2 separate regions of the Canis lupus genome follow, and region 1 is linked to region 2. A link is a contact called in public Hi-C data. All regions are on one chromosome and are shown on one strand. The core of a region is the stretch at or near the end of the contact, and the rest is flanking DNA. Distances in the headings are between cores, read along the strand shown.

Region 1 (3,090 bases), core at 477-2,976, 44 kb before region 2:
AGCATTGGCAGCACCTCCTTTCACGCCCAAAGTGTCCCGGTTGGGCAAAGACCCCTGAACAAGGACAGCGCACCTGGCCACGGAGCTCGCCAGGACTTCCCGGGGACCCAGACCGCTGGGTCTTGATGCAAACCTTGGCCCAGTCAGCAATCCCCCTGCTTTTTCAGCAAGATTCCCTGGCACCTGGCAAACCCACCAGTAGTGGGAACAGGGGGTAAAACCCGCAGGAGAAGAAGCACTGGGCAGTTCTGGGCTAGTGAGCGGCTCGCTTGCAGGCAGGTCCAGGGCGGTTCCGGCGGGCGCGGCCTGAAGGGGCCCGGAGGGGTCAGGGGGTGGGGGCAGGTGCCCTGGAGGATGCCCGTCCCGGCAGGAGGGGCCCCTGGGGCTTCCCGGGAGCCCCGCCCCCCCGCGCCCCGCCCCCCCCCGCCTCGCCCGGCAGAGGGCGCCCGAGCCCAACGCTCCGGGCGGGGAGCTTTGCACGCTCCCGGGCACCTCTTTTTTGCTTCCAGTGATACGTGTGTGTGTGTGTGTGTGTGTGTGTGTGTGCAGCAATCGGAGGTGCAGCTGATACAGGTCACCTTAGGGCTACGTCGTCAAAGCTGGGAGGTGGACCCCGCGCCCCGGGACAGTCGGCGGCGGCCCGCGTCCACACGGGCAGGCACCATTTTGCAGAAGTCTCCAGAAGTGGAGGGGGGGGGGGTGTCTACACCGTGTGGGATCCGATCCGATCCGTGCCGCCCGGAGGGTCGGGCCTGCCCTGCCGGAGGGGCCGCCCCGGGAAGCGCCGCGATCGTGGCCTTGCTCCGTGCGCGGCTCTGGACACCGGCTTGCAGCTCAGACACCTGCCCCGCAGCCGCAGGGTGGTGGCCGCCAAGGGGTGTCTGCGGGGACCAGAGGTGACCTCGCACCCCGGGCTCAGCTGCCCGCGCCTCCCACCAGGCAACACCCCATGCCTAACCCCCTTCTCTCTCTGTCTCTCGCCCCTTCCTCCCCATCCTCCTCCCCCTCCCCTCTTATTTCCCCTCCTCCTCCCCCTCCTCCTCTTCCTCCTCCTCCCCTCCTCCTCCCCCTCCCCTCCCCTCCTATTTCCCCTCCTCCCCCTCTTCCTCCTCCTCTTCCTCCTCCCTCTCCCCTCCTCCTCCTCCCCCTCCCCTCCTCCTCCTGCCACAGTCCCTGCCCCTACGGAAGGGGGCTGAAGTCCCAGCTGATTGGATTCCCCGCTCTTGGCTCCTCAACGCCGCTAATTCATTACTGAGCATAGTTTTTTATTTGTTTTTATGTATCCAAGGGGCGAGGTGCTGAGGCACTGTTAGCAGCTTGGGTTATTTCCTTTGCCTGTTGGGGTGCACTGAACACTGTTTACGAGATCCAAAAGCCCATTTCTAAATGGGTGTTCATGGCTCTTCTTAAGATGTTCAAGAAACCTTATGAATGGGGTGTCTAATGGCAAACACCTAGTATCACTCCACTCTATGTTTTGGGAAAGAGACCAGCATGTGCTGCCGTCTGGGCTCTGGTGGCGGTGACGCAGTGGGGGGGATTTGTCTCGGGCACCTTCATTGTCCTTTTCTGTGTAATAACCACACTTTCTTTAATGGATAAATAAGACAAGGCGTGTCGTGTAGAAGGCTTAGCGAAGGCACACGGCACAGGTTCAGTGAACACCAGCTGTACTATTTTATCCTCTCTTTGCCACAAGCTCCCTCGAGGAGGCCTGGAGCTCAGCCTCTCCTTATCAGTGCTTGCTGGAGGGAGCTTTGTATTTCCTGAGCCAGGGAATCCTGTGGAAGAGGGTTGGCCTCACCTCACCTGTGACTTCCTCTCTGTGATTTTTGTAAGTCGTTGTTTTGTAACTCGGTGTCTCTCTGAATGGAACACGCCCTTTTCCTTACCACCTCTTGTGAATCTGTTGATGAAATACACTCAATGTGCCTTTATGGAGCCCTTGTGATGAGCCAAGGACTGGGGAGAAACACTTGGCAACCTCCACCCCACCCCACACACATCCCAGGGTGCCTAGGCAGCAGCGTGTGCCTAAGTACCAGCCATACCCATCCCACCCCACACACTCCTCAGAGTGTCCTGATGGATGACAAATAAGGTCACTCTACAGAAAACATAGCAGACTTGAATAAGTTCAAAGCCAGGGGTAAGAGGTAAAGATACATAAATAGATGATAGATGAACAGATGATAGATAAATACATGGATGGATGAGCAGACGGTTAGACAGATGGATGGCTGGGTGGATGGATGGGTAGATGGGTAGATCGATGAGTGGATGGATGGATGGATGGATGGATGGATGGATGGATGGATGGGTAGATGGGTGGATGGATGAGTGGATGGATGGATGGATGGATACAGTTAGAAAAACAGAAGATGAAGAGAATCTTCCCTTCTTCATCTGGAAAACAAGGGTCACCAAGTAATCCCTTCCTCCGGGGCTGCGGAGCTGACTATGTGGCAGGTGTGTTAGCCCTGCTGCGTGGACAAGTCAGCATAAGGTTTCTCCACAGGTGACTACTAGTCTCACGGTTGAGGTGAGGCACTAGCAAAGAAGGGCTTTACCTCCCCAAGAAAGAAAGAAAACATCTCCAAAGAAAATAACTTAATCGTAGCATATAATGTTGTGTGTCATTTCAAAAGCTATAGTTTCATTTTATGGTTTAATACTTTTTTTTTCTTGTGAACATCATTGCGGCTAGAGAGGGGACCCCACCGGGACATTAGGGCCTCTCAGATGGTCTTGCAGGTTGTTCCCATCAGGTAGGTATTAGAATACGTGTCACCTAATGTGCTAAGCTTCACACAGCAGGCCAGGTGGTGAGGGCTGGGATGGAGGGTATACACCATGGGACAGGGACAAAGATGATGGAGCATGGACTTCTGCCTAAATTGGGGGACAGGGGGTGGAGGAGACAGAGCACAGGAAGTGGCCCTGCCAGGAAGGGCCCAAACATCCTGCCCATGTCCTGCTCACACACGACCCAAACAGAGCAGATGTGGCAGTGGCCAAAGGAGGCAGTTGTTATTTGAGAAACATCCATATCTCCTGCTCCAACAGCTTCCCAAATGTCTTCTCAAATTT
Region 2 (3,179 bases), core at 262-2,761:
TTTCTAAACTGACTGTAATAAAAAATGTTATTTTTCAGGTTAACAAATTTTGTAGTTTGCAGTATTGTCTCCTTTTATTCAAATTAAATATTAACTTTTATGACTAACCTGTGCTCTTTTTATTAAGGAAAGCCCCCAAACTGTAAGATCTTCAAGGCCTACAGACTGGAACCAACTCTAATTAAGCACCTACTGCATGAGCCAAGCACATCTTGATGCTAGAAATAGAGCATTGAACAGAACAGACAGTGGTTAAAAAAAAAAAAAAAAAAAAGAACAGACAGTGGTGGTTTTAAAATATGCCCATGAATTCCATGAATCCATTGATACTCCCCTCCTTCAAAAGGCAGAGGCTGTTTGCTTTCCCTTTGAGTGTAGGCTGGACCTGGGACTTGTTTCTGGGGAGTAGAATATTCTGCAAGTGACATTGGGTGGCATTTAAGACTAGTCATAAAATACAATGCTGTTCGCCTCTTGTTCCTTGTGTCTGGAAGCCAGCTGCCTTGTTGTGAGAACGCTCCCGCAGAATTAGGGGAAGGCCCACACAGTGAGGAATGAAGGCCTCCGGCTCATAACCATGCAAGGACGCCGTCTTAGAAGAAGAGTCTCCAACTGCATGTACTCAAGCCTGGAGATTCAGCCAACATCTTGGCTGCTCGTAAGGCCCTGAGCCAGAACCATCCATTCAAACCCGCTATCCACGATTTCCCAACCTCAGTAACCAGATGAGGTAAGAAATATGTGTTAAGTCGTTACATTTTGGGGCAATTTGTTACACAGCGAGCAATCACTAACACACCGACAAAAGTCTTGGCTTTAGGACTCTGACGTTCTGATGTTTATTTAATAGGCATTGAATAAATGTTTTTTGAGAGAATGATGAATGATGGTAAGCTAGGGAAATGCATCCAATTATCATTAACTGTTCATTCACTTATCAAATATTTACTGAGCAGCCTCCTACGTTCATCCATGTTCTAGGCAGCAAGCTAGGATAATAAGAAAGATGTAACAACCCTCCCCTTGTGGAGCTTCCAGTCTGGTAGAAAAAGCAAGTTTTTGCCATGTGTCTGACACTCCCTGCAGGACCCTGAAATCAAGTTTCCCTGTCCCAGATGTGTGCATCACCTCATTCATTCCTCACGCTGGCCCCTCCCTCTCGCCCACATCCATGCTACAGCCTTCCCCAGGCTCCCTTGCCACTTGGCAATATGACACAATTCAAGCCAGTGCAGCACAGGCAGGAGATTGGTGGGCAGGGTTTGGTGTCTTAGGAAAGAAAAGATGTCCCTAGGTCCTGTGTCAGGAGGGTGCTGTGGGCGACACATCCTACAAGCATCAAGAAGAGTTGAGAGAAGGGCTCCTGGGTGGCTCAGTCAGTGCAGCACCTGCTTTTGGCTCAGGTCGTGCCCTTCGGATCCTGTGATCCAGGCCTGCCTCAGGCTCCCTGCTCAGGGGGAAGTCTGCTCCTTCCTCTCCCTCTGCCCCTCCTCCTACTTCGTGCTTTCTCTCTGGCGCCCTCTCTCTGTCTCAAATAAATAAAATCTTAAAAAAGAAAAAAGAGGAAGAAGGGCTGAGAGAGAGCTGCAAAGCTCTGACATTCTTAAGCCACCGAAACATTATAGTAACTGCCTGCCTCTGGATTTCCTTTTAAGCGAGAGAAAAAAATAATAACCTGTTCGTTGAAGTCTCTGTTGGGTTATTGTTGTTGCTACTTACAGCTAGGAGCATTCCCGAGTGACTTGATGGAATTGAAGTGGAGAACCAAGGTCACAAAGGCGATGAACGGAGCAATCAGAAATCAAAACCAGATCTTATGAAGCCCCGAATCTCTATCTAATCATGATGCTATATTGTCATTGTGGTTTCCACAAGCGAGAAGGAAAAAATAAAATAAAATAAAACCACTACAGCAGATGTATTTATCTCATTTCCCTGATTTTATCCGGAGTAACAAGGCTTTCTGATGTCATCTCAAACCATAGGACATTAAATCTGCATTCCAGGTTTAACAAATACTTAATTGCAAATTTAGGGGAGGTCATGGAAAGTACTAAGGACTTCCTTAATATTGATGATGTTGTTGGAAATGTGCTAACCATGGATCCAGCGTTGAGAAGAGTTGGTAAAGACAGATCCCGTTCCTTGAGGGTCCCTTCAGTAAAATATTCATGGGGCACTTACAATGTGCCCCGTGATTTAGTCCCATGATCTCACCGGGTGTCTCTGTCACCCAGCAAGTTGAGCCCATGCACCCCACTTTACAGTTCAGAGGGGGTCAGCAGCTTGTGCAGGGTGATCTGGTGTGTGAGCAGCTCAGGATTGAGCCCTGCCCCGGTCCGGAGCCTGGGCCGTCGACTGTCGGGACGGAGGGTAATACCATGTGTCTGTATGTGAGAGTAGAATAAGTGAGCCTGGGTTTGGCAGCAGTTGTGACAGTTTATACATGAAGGAATAAAGTTTGGGAAATGCTCTGGCAGAGGATATTGGAGTGAAAATAAACATGGGTCAGTTCCTGCTCCAGCCCCATCTGGCTGTGCTGTTAGGCAAGTCTCACGATCTCCGGGAGCCTCAGTTTCTTCTCTGTGAAATGGATATCCACTGACACCCACCTCACAGTTGTTCTGAGGACTCAGGGGGGCAGAGCCGCGGGACCGGAGGCAGGCTGTGCAGCCAGTCCTCAAAAAACATTAATGGCAACCATTTTAGTTATTGTTGCGCGCTTCCTGTACGCAAGGGAGACAGCTTCATTGTTTTGATCCGGGTATTTCTCAACCATTCTGTACATGCTTTGTGTTGAAAGGAGAAATATGTAGTCATCCAGAGAGCAAATAACCTCTGCAAAAGCCATGTCCCGAATTTTGCTAAAAAACAATCCATCAGTCTTCCCTGCCTGTGGCATGGCACAGATGCAAAGAGCACAGTGAGGGCCGCAGGGAGGGGCAATGGAGGGTCTTGCCTCCCTGGCTTGCAGCTTCCTCTTGCCCCCCAACACCCTACCCCTGCCACTTCTTTCCTTCTTATTCCCATTAACCCGGTTCTCCCTTCACAACTTTTTTTCCCCAGTTACACCAGCACTTATTTTTGTTTTGAGATAAAGCCCTGACCTCTCCCCTCAAAAGTAGTTTCCTGGCTTAGAGGAGAAAAGCAAGCACAATTGGGGAGTTCCCATTTTCCAA

Evidence for each region. Hi-C and Micro-C count contacts between places; a contact is called where the count stands out from the background.
Region 1: a Hi-C map of blood shows a contact between it and region 2, with 2.9 times the contacts expected there. The contact joins two enhancer-like sites. A contact is called at or near these places in 4 of 9 Hi-C or Micro-C datasets (amygdala and blood).

The regions. Positions count from the first base shown.
Region 1 is chr24:40,345,032-40,348,121 of UU_Cfam_GSD_1.0, reverse strand. No RefSeq gene overlaps it. Among named protein-coding and RNA genes, the nearest start is that of BCAS1, 120 kb to the left of the region's middle. Within about 2 kb of position 1,726, at least 10 of the 20 cell types and tissues checked have an H3K27ac peak or open chromatin away from gene starts, as enhancers often do. A contact at or near this core is called in blood, where this site is marked.
Region 2 is chr24:40,300,328-40,303,506 of UU_Cfam_GSD_1.0, reverse strand. It overlaps LOC111092205 (a long non-coding RNA gene), which reads right to left. Exons shown (of 5, transcript XR_005377997.1): 5 at 1,922-2,789. Among named protein-coding and RNA genes, the nearest start is that of BCAS1, 160 kb to the left of the region's middle. Within about 2 kb of position 1,511, at least 6 of the 20 cell types and tissues checked have an H3K27ac peak or open chromatin away from gene starts, as enhancers often do. A contact at or near this core is called in blood, where this site is marked.